Regions from separate parts of the Rattus norvegicus genome. Here region 2 is linked to region 1. The links are chromatin contacts, called in public Hi-C maps. All regions are on one chromosome and are shown on one strand. Each heading gives the region's core, a stretch centred on a gene start, on an enhancer-like site or on the middle of the called end of the contact. The rest is flanking DNA. Distances are from core to core; before and after follow the strand shown.

Region 1 (7,172 bases), core at 2,033-4,532:
GACAGTTATGCAGAGACAGGTTATGGAGAGAGAATGAGCTAGACACAGGTGAAGACAGAATGAGCCAGAGGGTAGAACATATTGCCAAAGTTAGTGTGAGGCTAAGTAGAGAAAGTCATTAAGAATCTGAGAGAAACCAGATTGAGTCAGCTTGGAGAAGAGTTTTGATCCAGAGTAGCTGAGTTGAACCAGCCACAGATCAGAAAGAACTAGAAAGGGTGAGCCTGTTCAGCGGTAAGTCTCAGAGGCAGAAAACATTCTAGGCCTACATTAGATTGTACAGAGACCAGAAGCTTCCAGGACTAGGCCTAAGTTAGCAGACTGAGGCAGTAAGCCTCACAGGCGAAAATTACCTCAGACAAATAAGTTACAGTTTACAGGAAGGGGAGAAGCAACTCCTGTAACTTGGCCTCTGACCTCCTCTGCAGGCTGTGGCAAATGTGGCGGATTCGTGCCCCCCCCCCCCATCAGTAAACAAATGTAATTTAAAAGAGCACATTCTAGGTCCCAAAGGATATCCAAACAAATAAAATCAAATCAAAAGAATTCCCTGAAGCTCACCAGACTGCAGGGGATGGCGGCAGACAGGCATAGCGAGAGAAACCACAGCAGCTAGAGAAGCTGTGGAGACTAAACGTAAAGAGACACAACTGGAAGTGATGGGGGTGTTACAGCAAACCCCAAGGAAGGCCACAGTTTGAAAATTTATACTTCAAAAATTTGGAAAACTCAAAATGGACAAATTCCTTGATGTTCCTGACCTGCCAAAATTAAAGATGGGGGGTAGGGGGAGTCTAAACGATTTAAGCAGATCTAAAGCAACAAGGTCATAGCAGTAACCTTTAGCAAAGAAAAGCTCATCCCTACATAGATTTTCCACCAGCTTCTTGCAGGAGAGGTCATGCCAATGTGCCTTAGACTAGTCAATAAAATACAGAACGAGAAGGAACACTGTCAGACCCTACAGGAGCATTACCTCGATGACAAAATGGCTAAGGACAAAACAACAAAAACTAGAGAAAAGAATCTCGATACACATAGACACAACTCGGTGTTTTCAAGAAGACACCGGCAAATTCAGTAACGTTTTAAGTCATACCCCATGACCAGCCTGGCATCATGCCATAGATACAGGGATGGTTTAAATTAATACATGTAATACCGTATAAAGGCAATGGGGTAGAAATCACATAACCATGTCAATAGGTGCAGAAATCCTTTCATGATTTGGAGGAACTAGGAACAGAGGGAGCATACCCCAACATAGTAAAGACTAGTAAACCTAGAGCTAACGTTACACTAAACAGAGAAAATCTGAAAGCATTTCCCAGAAATAAGGTGTGGGGTTGGGGGGAGGTGGGGGTGGGGAGATAGCGCCTTGGTGAACATATTTGCTGTACAAATATGAGGACCGGAGTTCAAATTCCTAGAGCCCAAGTAAATGGCGGTGAGCTCCGTGGCCTGCCTCTAATTCCAGCCTTGGAAGGTAGGCAGGGAATCCTCAGAGCAAGCTGGCCAGAGGGCCATATCACTGAGCTCGGGGTTGAGTGAGAGAGTCTGACTCCATGAACAAGGTAGGAGAGTAGTCAGGGATGACTCCCAACATCAGCTTCACACACTGTGACCTTCACAGGCAACCTCTGTGCTCTCGCACTCGCGCGCACACACATACAACACACGTATGCACGGGTGGCTCCTCCACCAAAAATATACACAACGCATGCACACAAAAAATGGAAAAGAGATTTTTAAAATGAAAGTACAAACGACCAACAAATATTTGGGGGAAAAATGCTCGCTACCCACAGCTTTCAGAGAAATGCAAATTCAAACTGTGTTGAGAGTGCCTCTGTTCAGTTTTCTTTACTGTCACTGTGATAAAATAACCTGCAGTTCCAGAGGGCACCCATCCACCCGTGATGGATAAGGCGGGGCGGCAGGAACAGGCGCTATCACACTGCCTCATGGCTCGGAAGCAGGGAGATCTGGAAGTGGGACCAGGCTGTGAAACCTGTGCCCAAGGACATACTTCTGCTGGAAGGCTCTACCTCCTAAAGGTTCCGTCCGCAACCTTTGCAAACAGCGCCACCCGCTGGAGGCAGAGCACATGAGGAGGTCAGAGGCTGGGACCAAAGATGACTTGGAGTTTCTAGTTTGGACGTTAGGATGAAGGGACCCGTGACTGGGTGCTCGCTATTACAACTATGGGGAGAGATGTAGGGGCAAGGCGGGAATCCTATTTTGTACAAACTGACATGGAGGTGCCCAAGGAATTTTCATGCCTAGTTGCTCAGTGGTGGATCTTATAAGAGGAGAGCCTGGGTGGGTAAGACAGGTCGTCGGGTGAAAAAGGACACCTGAACGATAGCGTGAAGCAGACATTAGGCAACAAGGGGACAAGTTAGACCAAACTCCCAACTTCTAGAGCCACAGTGCACACTCTTTAGTGTTAAACAGCCTGCTAGGCAGCCAGGAGGAGTCCCCACTGTAAAATTAGCTTAGTAATAGTCTCTGCTTCCCAGGTAAAGTCACTCGCAGGGCAAGCCTGTCCCCCGAAGTTCCACCCCCAGAATTCACGTAGAGGGAGAAGGGGCAACTGATTGCATAAAGTTGTCTTCTGACCTCCATAGTTTGCAGTGGTGCGCACCCACGCCCTTCCCATAATAACAAATTAAATTAAAAATTTTAATTTAAAAAACGTGCTTGCTATTTGTTAAGCTTCAAACCCTGGGACAAATGGAGGAGGTGTCTGTTTAACAAATCTTAGTTTCGTTAAAGGGTACGCGGATAAAGGGGCACCCAGGAACGTGAAAAGGCAGTTTGTTTAGGCAGAGCCCTAAGACTTGGAGGCAAACGACATTAAATCGTGGTAACAGAAGGTAAGACTAGGTTTGTAAAGCGTCTGTCTTTCAGTAGCAATCTCGTCAAAGGTATTCCTATGGAATGGAATAAGCAAAGCTATAAACATTAGAGCAACAACAAAGATACATCTTTTCCTCTCTGTGTTCTGTCCGTCCCGTACTGGTTCTTTCTGATTAATTCCAACCATCTGGGGATACAGGTTCCTTTCACTTTGTCCCATGCGTGCCTTGCACATCATTTCTACAGACCTGATTATTGGAGTGAACTGAGGAGGGAGTCAAGGAGTGAAGGGACTGGGGGTACTAAGTCCAGACACAGAATCAAAGGAATTTTAAAGGCTGCAATCCCCGTTGCCGCCACAAGGTGGGGCCAGCTTCCTATTCTGGGACCTGGAGTCACGACCCGGAAGTACCTTTTCACCTATCCACAGCAGAGATGGCGGCGGCGGCTGTATCCCGGACGTTGTTGCCGGTGGCCGGACGGCGCCTGTGGGGATTTACGCGAAGGCTTCCGCTCCGCGCCGCCGCTGCTCAGGTGAGCCTCGCTTCGTCGCGCCCCAGAGGCTCCCGGTGCGCTCTGGACCGGGCCTCCGGATCCCCTGCCCCGGGGCGCAGGCGACCGGGCCGCAGAGGGGGCGGGGCGGCTGCTCCCTCCCCACCCCGGTGTGTGTTAGTAAGTTATTACCAATGTTACTGTATGTCGGGCTGTTCTCACCCAAGAAAAGGAAACCAGGACAAGCGCTTCAATTTGAAGTTGGGTTTGCTTTTGTTTTTGATATTTTGAGACATATTTGTTACTCAGAGTTTCTCTGGGCAACATCTCTGGCCGTCCTGGAACTTGCGGCATACATCAGGCTGGCCTCAAACTCAGATCCGCCTTCCCCTACACAACAGGGCAGAGTCATGTCCTGTTACATTGATTGGTCAGGGAGCAGGAAGCCTTTGGGTTACAGAAGCAGGACAGTGCAGGTTAGTAAAAGTTTCTTTTTTTTTTTTTTTAAGAATTATTTATTTATTTTATATATATGAGTACACTATAGCTTTCTTCAGACACACCAGAAGAGGACATCAGATCCCATTACAGATGGTTGTGAGCCACCATGTGGTTGCTGGGAATTGAACTCAGGACCTTTGGAAGAGCAGTCAGTGCTCTTAACCACTGAGCCATCTCTCCAGCCCTAGTAAAAGTTTCTTAAGTATCGGTTTCTATGGCTGTGATGAAACACCATGACCATGGCATCTCTTATAAAGGAAAACACATTAATTGGGTCTGGCTTACAGTTCAGAGGTTTAGTCCGTGATCATCATGGAAGGAAGCCATCATGGCAGCACATAGGCAGGCTTGGCAGAGAAGGAACCAAGAGTTCTACATCAGGGTTGGCAAGAGATAGACAGAGACAGACAGACAGTGGGCCTGGCTTGAGCATTTTAAACCCCATAACCCACCCCAGTGACGCACTTCCTCCAACCTTCTAGTAGTCCCTCTCCCTGATGACCAAGTATTCAAATCTATGAGCATTTCTATTCACACCACCACAGTACTGTACAGGCCTAGTGGTTAGGTCAGTCTCAGGGTTAGCAAATATGGTTTTCTCATTCCAACATGAAAACGCTGCTGAATGGTGAAGCGTCTGTAGTCAAACCAGTTGGCCAAAGAGGACGTGAGGCACCTGCCATGTTTCCGTCTGTCTCTGCCCACACATGTCCTTTGTGAACAGTAGCATCTTGTTTCATATGTACAGTCAGTTTTATATTTTTATTTCAGTTCCTTTTTTTCTCAGTGATTATGAAACATTTGTTGAGAGAGGCGCTTGAATCAGGTGTGTCTGTGTGGGGTAATGTAGTAACTGCTCCTGTTCCCAGAGAGAAGGGCATGTTCCTGGGGTGTTGCTGTTTGGGAGAACAGTTGGTTAAGTAGGTGTCTTAGGAGGCTTTGACTGCTGTGAACAGACACCATGACCGAGGCAAGTCAACTAAAGGACAACATTTCATTGGGGCTGGCTTACAGGTTCAGAGATTCAGTCCATTATCATCAAGGCAGGAGCATGGCAGCGTCCAGGCAGTCACAGTGCAGGAGGAGCTGAGAACTCTGCATCTTCATCTGAAGGCTGCTAGAAGACTGGCTTCCAGGCAGCTAGGATGAGGATCTTAAAGCCCACACCCACAGTGACACACCTACTCCAACAGGGCCACACCTTCTAATCCTGCCACTCCCTGGGCCAAGCACATACAAACCATCACACTAGGCTAGCGCTAGAGCCCAGTGGAACCAAAGTTGAGGAAAGAATTTAGTTTTGTCCAGAACTGGGTCCTCATTCTGCATGCTTTCTGCCAATGGTACACACACACACACACACACACACACACACACACACACACACACACACTCACACACTCACACACACTCACACACTGATTACATGCCTCCCCTCCCCCCAGTCTAGGAAAGTGTGTTTTGGGTGAGTCTCTTTGAGGGTTTTTGCTTTTTGGATTGACAGTGATGCCAGCATAGTAATGTTTGCTCTCCTTTCCTTCTACACCCATCAGCCATTGTACTTTGGAGGGGACCGACTCAGAAGTACACAGGCTGCTCCACAAGTTGTTCTGAATGTTCCTGAGACACAAGTCACTTGTTTGGAAAATGGACTCAGGGTAGCTTCTGAAAACTCTGGGATCTCAACATGCACCGTAAGTGACTGCTACAGCCTTTACTTGGTACCTCAGCTGGGAGGGAGCAGACGCACTGCAGCTCTCTGGTTGGCTGGTGGTTTGTTGATTACTTTGCCTGGCAAGGCTCTCGGAGCTCGAGCCTTCCTCTCCAGTTCTACTTTTGTGCCGGTCCCGTGAGCCCCTCTCACTGTTGACGTCTGTTTTTGATGTTGGTGGGGCTAATCAGCTTCCCCACAGACGGCATCCAAAACTCACCTCATGTGTCTTTGATAAGTTCAGGGGAAGTCAAATGGCTGTGTCTGAGGTTATAAAGCTTATACGCGCGTTCGAGCCCAACCTTCTGACAGTCCCTGATGTTGCTGCCACAGCTGTTAATTGGATGAACTAAATGAGCCACCTTAAGAAGTTGAGTCTGATACTTGTATTCTGTTGTTGTTGTTGTTGTTGTTGTTGTTTTCAAGACAGGGCTTCTTTGTGTAGCCCTGGACCAGACTGGCCTCAAACTGAGATTTGCCTGCCTCTACCTCCCAAGGCCTCCCATGGGAGGCATGTAACACCACGACCTGGCTAAGTCTGAACTGTGTGGTCTCGGACACTGGAGCTGGAGTTACCGATGGTCGTGAGCTGCCGCACATGGTGCTGGGAACAGCTCAGGTCCTCTGTAAGAACAGCGGATGCTCTTAGCTGTGGAGCCCTCTCTCCAGATGCAGGGAATTTGCCTAATTCGTTGGGTTTCATGCAGGTTGGGCTGTGGATCGATGCTGGCAGTCGGTATGAGAATGAAAAGAACAATGGCACCGCTCACTTTCTGGAGCACATGGCTTTCAAGGTGAGCTGCGAACCTTGCTCAGAGGCGTCCTCTGTGAACGATGATGTCAGCATAGATACTGTGTTTACGGACAAGACCTACTTCAACAGCATGCTGCATGCTGCTTTTATTTTTCCAGTATTGTTTTTGAGATAATCTATGATAATTACTTTCTGATATTGAAGGCAGGGTTCTCTCGGGATATAGGAATACAAAAGCCATTTTTAGTGAGTATTTTTGGAAGCCTAATAGACCTTACAAACGTGTCCTTGCATGACTGACACGGGCTTCTGTTCAGTGTACTTATTACCTGGTGTGTTTGGAATAGATGAAGGGTAAAAGGAAAGTATCCTAACTGCTTTCTCCTCTGTTTCAAGGGCACTAAAAAGAGGTCCCAGTTAGACCTTGAACTTGAGATTGAGAACATGGGTGCCCATCTCAATGCCTATACCTCCAGAGAGCAGACTGTCTACTACGCCAAAGCCTTCTCCAAAGATTTGCCAAGAGGTATCGTTAGCCATACTGCTGGGAATGTGATCTTCAGAAGGGTCAGTCGTAATCTAGCACTGCGGCTTTTGCATGTCTATCGTAAAACTGACAGAAATGTAAGAAGCAGCAGCAGCGACAGAAAACCCAGAGAGGCATCTGTTCCTATTCTTGCCTCCGAGAACAGATCGAAGACTTGACGAGGGATTCCTGTACATGGTTGACACATGGCTCTCCCCAGGCTCAGGCACTTCAGTTCTGTGATGCAAATATTAGTCCTGAGCAAAATTAACAAATGCCTATTTATACTATTTACTTATTAATGGTTATATTAGCAGGATAGAAAG
Region 2 (7,172 bases), core at 2,891-5,390, 350 kb before region 1:
CACCTTTGTGGTTGCCTGGGAGATCCAAATGCTTCCCCTGAAGTTTCAAGTTAGCCAGCGAGCTCTGTGAAACATCACAGGGATGGTTGCCCATGGTGATTTCAATGGGTCTACCTACATATTCACTCTATACTTCTCAGGAGAGATAGCTATTAGTGGTTTGAGTGTATCACTGTCTCGTGAGAATAGCAGAAACTGCAGACGGTATGTTTTAACGTTGATTGTAATTCAGAAGTGAGCACGGTCTCATAGCCTTCATCCCTTTAACTGAGCTACTTAATCCTCTACTTTTTCTTCGGAAAACTCTTATGCCCTCTGCTGTCTGTGAATTGAACGTAAAGCAATAATAAAAGTCACCAGCTCCCACACTGATTTGGTAGGAAATACTCAACACACTTGCACTTATATTTGTATGCTAAGAAGTTCCCTGAATTTCTGAGACAGCCTTGGGAGTCAATACACAGGAAGAAGTCCTTACTGTTTCTCCCTAGTAAAGATGCCAAACGTGATCACTGCTGATAACACGCAAAAGATGTAATCGTCCCACCTCACTGCTCGGAGATAACCGTCATTTATAAAGTGGTGTACGTCCTTCCAGAATTGTTTCTGTGATATGATTCTATACTAAATTTATTATTGTTGCTACAGAATTGAGATCGGACTATGCATAAAGGTTAGTATGTGCTATTTTACCCAATATTATATTATGGATTATTTCAGGATATTATTTTTTAATTGCTATATGATATTACAAATATAAAATTTATTTAAGTATTACTCTCTTATTGGGGAGTAATAAGCTCTCAAACTCTAAGTGTGTGGTTTCAGACCTCAGGACAAGGGACTGAGGCCTTATATTTTACATTTGATATTTTACATATCAAAGCAGACCTGGCCTCCAGGTTCTCCCAGAATCCCTCAGTCCCCACCTGGCGTACCCTGCCTCCAACCCTGAACTTGCCAGCCCAGGGGCTGTGCTATCCTTCCCCTAAGGGCTCCTCCCTATATAATCCTGGCATTTAGGTTTCCTTGCTGTCCTTCTCTCTCTCTTCTGTGCTCTTTCTTTCTCTCTCCCCCTTCTTCTCTCTCTCCCTTCCCATGGACTTCCCTGGCCTCCTTTCTTGGGGCCAATGAACTTGCCCGCCCAAGAGCAGCTTTCCAATAAACCTGCATTTAATATACTCTAATCTGGCTTAAATTGGCCTCACCCAGCAGAGAAATAGCTAATAATAAGCAGTCCTATTAAACAAACAAACAAACAAACAAACAAAAAACTCGTACGTTTGTAATTTGACGCCTTCATCCCTCAAAAACCGGTTTTAGGGGCCATAACAGCTTCATCTTATGTTTCTCAATCTGTTTCTTCAGCTGTCGTGCAGGGAGAAGAATAAGTCCTTAACAGTGAGACAATGCGTGGGAACAGGCTGTGAAAACTCTATCAGACACTTAAATGTAGACGAATCTGATACTTGTCAGGTTGTCGGGCGTTAGTAACGTTAATGTCTTACACCATTCTTACTCTCCATCAGATTTCCAGGTTCCAACCTCGTAAAACCAGGAAGGTAATTCTTCAACAAGTTTTAGTTTCTTTATTCGGAAGTGATGGAATAATGACTATGTCACAGATATCATTATGGCTCAGTGGCCAATTCTATTCATTTAATCTTTCTCAGAAAAGGAAAAATTACTATAGAAACAGGGTAATTTATTAAGGGTGCATATTTAGTCCAAATATATACAGCACTTCCACAGCAAATCAGAGTGCAGTTTCAACTTGCTCGTGCCTTTTTCAAACGTCAAAAAGTATGTCTCTGTGTTTTCATAAAAAGCTAATTTGAAGACTAATCTGAGTATATACGTCCACATGGAACCCAAGCCAATGGTGTGACTCACTGAGTGGGCTCCTGCTTATCATGAGATCTGTGTTATAGCCTCCTGAGGCAGGAGGCAAACACAGGAAACGATGGAGACCTGGGAAGGAAAGAAGCCTTCATTCTAGAGCCTGGCAGTGCTTGTCACCAGCAGAAACAATATTATCTATGATGGTCACCAATAGAAAGTCACTATCTCTTTTATAGTGATATTTCCAACTTAGGTTGTTGAAGGAGCAAGGAATCACATGTAAGACCTAAACATATGTGGCCTTTCTTCTTTCCCAGCTATACACCAGGAATTTTCTAGAAATCTTACCAAAAACCCTATTTCCAGTAAAGGACATGTCTTAATCCCTTTTATAATTCTTGTGACACATGGTTTTATTTTAGCATTGCCATCCAATCCAAGACATCTCTAGAGCTATCCTATAATCACACTTATTGAAAAGGGGGAGGGAAAAGGTTTTAAAGAAGTTTCCTAGAAATCCTTTGAGGCATAACTTGAGAGTCATTAAAAGAATGAATCTGTAAGACTTCTGCCAAGGCGCTTAAGGGCAAGCTCAAGAGAGCCTGAGAGGTTTACACCTGTGCTCTTGAATATGACTCTTTCTCTCCCTGAGTGAGCAGTCACCCCTACCAACCCCGGTGCTGCTTAAACCTGTGTTTAGAATCTCTTTTGAATCAACCCTCTTTCACACTAGCTTCTCCCAACATTTTTTTTCCTGCAGAGTCAAGAGTAGGTTTTTCCTCAGTGGAAGTCCTTAAGGACAGGGGGTTTCTCAGACGGCTGACAGAAGGGCTGGGCTGCCACAGTGCCATCACCACTACCATAGTCGTCACTAAGAGAATAACACGGACACTGGCAAGGACTTTATACCTATCGCTCTATCATTCTAGGTTCCAAGAATTGAGAGGGTCACATGTTTGGCTGAGAGTTCCAATCTTTAAAGGTATCATTTTATTTATTTATTTTGTACTCTATTTGAGACAGAGCTCTCAGTATATAGTCCAGGTGGACCTCAGATCTGAGATCCTCCTGCTTAGACTTCCCAAATTCCGAAAAACTACAAGTGAACACCACCACATTAGACTTAGAATTAGTTAAATCTGTATGTGAGGGAATTAGGGAATTATTTGAAGACTGTGGAGAAAGGGGGAGAAGAGTAGGCAAGTATGGATGAAATCATGTCCACAGCCCACATTTTCCATTATCTTTACTGCCTACTGAATAATAAACAGAAAAGAGTTAACTTCTAGAGTTATTTAGCACAGTCTATATATCAAAACTAAGGCCATGAAAATAATCTGACATCTCCTAACATGTCTTATTATCTTAGAGAGGAGGAAGAGAGGGAGAGAGAGAGAGAGAGAGAGAGAGAGAGAGAGAGAGAGAGAGAGAGAGAGATTTTATTTTATCACTAAGGCCAAGGATCAGTTGCAGGGAAAGAGCTCTAGATTGCTCTCTAAACAAGTTCAATTGTCTCCAAATCTCTTAGCAACTTAGAAATATGTCATTCCTAAAATACTTTAATCGTTTTGTAGACCGTACATCTTTGTTGTCCATTGTTTCATTTGATACTTGTGGGAAAAAAGAAAAAAGAAACCTTTAACACGATGCAAGAAAAACGTCATTTTACATGCAAACAGTTAAGACCCTAAGGCAACCAATGACTGACCTAAGGTCACTTACAATTAAGAAAGAGCCAGGATTCTAACACTTTTCCAATCTAGTATTTTCTAAGAGGTAGTTTCCTTAAAGGGCTGAGAAGGGAGGAAACAACAGAATGTGTCTATCCTCTCTTGCTAGGGGGATTCTCTATTCCAAGGGACCCACATTAGTTTGGTGATGTTTGGTTCTAGCCATCTAAAGAGGGTATTCCTAACTTTGAATCTAATTCCCATCTATAAACATGGTGCTTCTTACCCTTTCTTTTTGTCCTGATTCTTATTTTTCTCCGTGTGTTTTGGTCTCTGGGGTCTCACTTCAAAACTCCACCCTCTCCAGAGTCGCGTTCTCCGTATCCAAAGTAACCACACAGCTGAAATATTACCTTTCCATTGGTCAGTTAGATTAAGGTTTTTTTTTTTTCTTTCTCTGATCTCTTGGCCAATGGGCTTGAAGCAACAGGAACGCAACAGGGACTTCTCTACCAATCGGCTCTTGTCACTCTGCCTATTCGTCGCATTGTCTCATGGGATATGTAGTTTCAAAGCTACCAGAACCCCTCAATGTTTGGCTCCTTTAAAACTACATCTCCCGACGGCCTCCGCCAAAGGGGCGGAAATAGGTGGCTAGTCAGGGTCAGGGCTTCAACAGGACGCTTTGACGTTTTAATTTTCCTACCGGCATCGTTTTGAGGCTGAGATTTAAGTCGTTAAGTGCTGTGCTGGGACTTGGCTCGTTCTTCCTCAGCGGAACCGTGCTTACGGTCGCCTTTCTGACTGGCCCGAGGCAGCTCGTGTTTCGGGCTGTCTCAGGACCCGCGAGCCGAGGCTGAAGGGTTCCGAGGGAGAGCATGTTCGGCCGCCTCCCTCCTTGCGCGTCCCGGGTGCGGGCGGGCGCCTTGTTCGGAGCTCTGGGGACCCGGACATGCGGCTCCGGTGGGGCCGAGCGGCGGGGCTCGGTGCCCGCGAACCCTGGGGCCGGCCTGGCACGCGGGGATCTGAGGGAGTGGACGCTGAGGGTGAGCCCGTTTGGGCGGCTGAGGGCGCGGCTCCCATGCCACCTGTCCGTGAGGCCCCTGGATCCCCTCGCGCACCCGGACGGCGACCGCGTGCTAGTGGCGGTGAGCGGCGTGGGGAGCGGGACGCGTGGCCTAGACAGCCTGCAGGTCAAGTATGACGCTGCTCTGCAGGAGATGGCCATTCTGTCAGACGACATTGATCCCGAGGCGTCGGTGGAGGTGAACGCACCCGTCAAATTTGGCAAGTGATGTGAAAACGGGTTTGGGTCGCAAAATACCGTCTCACCTAGTTGGCCCTTTCCGGGGATCTCTTTTCTAAAGCCACACTCCTGGGTTCCTGAGTAGTGTTTAAGCGTTAGATTCCCGATTCCGGAGGAAAATTAAAACTGAATGGAAGCTTGTATTGGAACAATCTGAATCTAATTACATTGTGGAGCCCCATGTTCTTTTTTGTCACAGCCATTAGCATCGTTCAGTGTTGAGGTTTCCTGATAACTATCCAGTGGTTTGGTAGTCCACATCTTGGGGCTCTGGTCCCTAGTCAACTCTATGTATAGAGGCGTCCAGCTAACGTAGGAAAAAATACTTGCTTTCCAACAGGCTCCCAGGAAAGTATGTGTATTCATGTAGGCATGAGTAAATTCTCTGGGAATAACAAACTTTGAAGCAAGACACATATTTAAGGCTGCCTGGGAAAATTAATTATGGTACCTGCAAAACGTTTCTTAGGTGTCTGCGTCCCATTATTTCCCAGATGCAAACCGCTGAGCACACATATTTTTCTAGAAAGGTTTCTCGAGGCTCTCATTCTTCTTGGAACTGAAGGGTGGTGTTGCTGTTGATACCAATAGCACCATTTACCTCTTTCTTATAAGGTTCTTTTTATTAACCCTCACTGTCACGTAGTAGGGTGGATGCGTTTGTCCCCACTTCAGATGAGGACGAAGAAATGAAGGAAGTATCAGAAGACACACAGTGTAACTGAACAAACAAAAGGCCCCGTGCATGGTGGCGTTATGAAATTTGCTTTCTTAGATGCCTTTCCACCTTAAATACAATAGGCAGGGCTAGGATTGGAGCTGACTGGAATGGCTCAGCCGTTAATTGTGCTTTATTTCGTCTCAACTCCCAACTAGCCTAAATGGATAAGAGACCATACCTCCAAAATATAGTAATCTGAAGGTGCTGTTGGGTTTTTACCACGGTGCAGAGTAAGCTGGGTATCAAAGGAAAGGGAAGCAAAACTTAAAACAGCTCCTGGGAGATGGATATTACCCCTGCTGGCTCTCCCAAATCACCTCATTGCTGCTTTTCAGGGCGAGAGGCCTGTTCCCAGTGTAGTGCCTCGATTCCATCGGCCCCTCAGATCTCCATAGCTGATCGTATTGGTGTTTGTTCCTCCAGCTTGTGATAGAGTGACCCAGTGGGTGTCCCATTACTGCTGCTGCTTCGAGCCTTAATTGCCTCTCCTACTTCCCAAAGAGCAAGTGCTTCAGATCCCTTCCTTGTCCGTATAGTTGTCAGGTCTGCCTTGTTTCTTGCTAGTGACAGGACTCAGTTGGGCAGTTCTGTTTGTATCAGTGTTTGGCTTTTGTACTCTCTTTTCCTCTCGAGTGTATTGTTGCTCATTTAACCCATTGTGGTGCAGTTGAGGAAATTCATACTGTAACAATTAAGATTGTAGCATTGGGTCCCAATCACTTGCTTTGGGGGAACATAATTGTGCTGGTTAGTTTGTCAGCTTGACACAAGCTAGAGTCACCTGGGAGAGGGAACCTCAATGAGAAAATGCCTTCATCAGATTGACCTGTAGGCAAATCTGCATTAATCGAGAAGCATTGATTAATGATTGATTAGGGAAGGCCCAGTCACACAGGTTGGTCCTGGGTTGCATTAAAAAGAAAAAGTCAAGCTGAGAGACTCATGGCGAGCAAGACGGTGTTCCTCTGATCCTTCTTCAGTTTGTGCCTGACTTTCCTGTGTGATGGACTGTAAGTTGGGAGATGAACCTTTCCTTCACCAAATGGTTTTGGTCAGCGTTTTATCACACCGAGTTAGCAGGACAATAGTGTAGGTCTCTGTACTCCAGCGTAAGGGGATCATTAATATCAATGCATTGCATACTCATTGTCACTTTTTAGTCTTTGCTATTGCTGTTTGTCTGTCTTGTTTGAGACCGTCTCTTTACAGAGCCCTGGCTGTCCTGGAACTCAGTGTAGGCTAGGCTGACTTTGGACTCAGAGATCCCCCTGCCTCTGCCTCCTAAATGCCGAGATAGAAGGCATGCACCACAACACCATGCAATCATTTTGTTTTTATAAAGAGATATCTCAGGTGACACTTTAAATTGCAGTCAAGAAGACCACCTGTCGATCCCTTTTTTCCAAATTTTCTTTTAAATGCACTTCTATTTATCCACACTCTTGTGGCTTTAATCCTTATTACTCAGTTTTTAAAAGTGTCTCTGGTTATTCCATGTGATATAGTTGCGTGGTAATATTTCCATGTTGGGGCTGTGAAAGGCTAAAGTAGACTGATCTGATCACACACTGATCCACTCTATTGTTCTTTAAATTAAGGGGATGACAGGACAAGGCTAGCCGACTCAGCTGAC

What was found. Hi-C and Micro-C count contacts between places; a contact is called where the count stands out from the background.
Region 2: a contact with region 1 is called in a Hi-C map of the A7r5 cell line, with 4 times the contacts expected there. The contact joins the promoter of Fam185a here to the promoter of Pmpcb in region 1. A contact is called at or near these places in 4 of 12 Hi-C or Micro-C datasets (the A7r5 cell line, Schwann cells, frontal cortex and 1 more).

What each region holds. Positions count from the first base shown.
Region 1 is chr4:14,198,694-14,205,865 of GRCr8, reverse strand. It overlaps Pmpcb (peptidase, mitochondrial processing subunit beta), which reads left to right and starts at 3,282. Exons shown (of 13, transcript NM_022395.2): 1 at 3,282-3,396; 2 at 5,409-5,549; 3 at 6,274-6,360; 4 at 6,717-6,846. The coding sequence starts at 3,298.
Region 2 is chr4:14,552,135-14,559,306 of GRCr8, reverse strand. It overlaps Fam185a (family with sequence similarity 185, member A), which reads left to right and starts at 4,140. Exons shown (of 8, transcript NM_001395612.1): 1 at 4,140-4,799. The coding sequence starts at 4,391. It overlaps Ccdc146 (coiled-coil domain containing 146), which reads right to left and starts at 3,897. Exons shown (of 19, transcript NM_001419502.1): 1 at 3,799-3,897.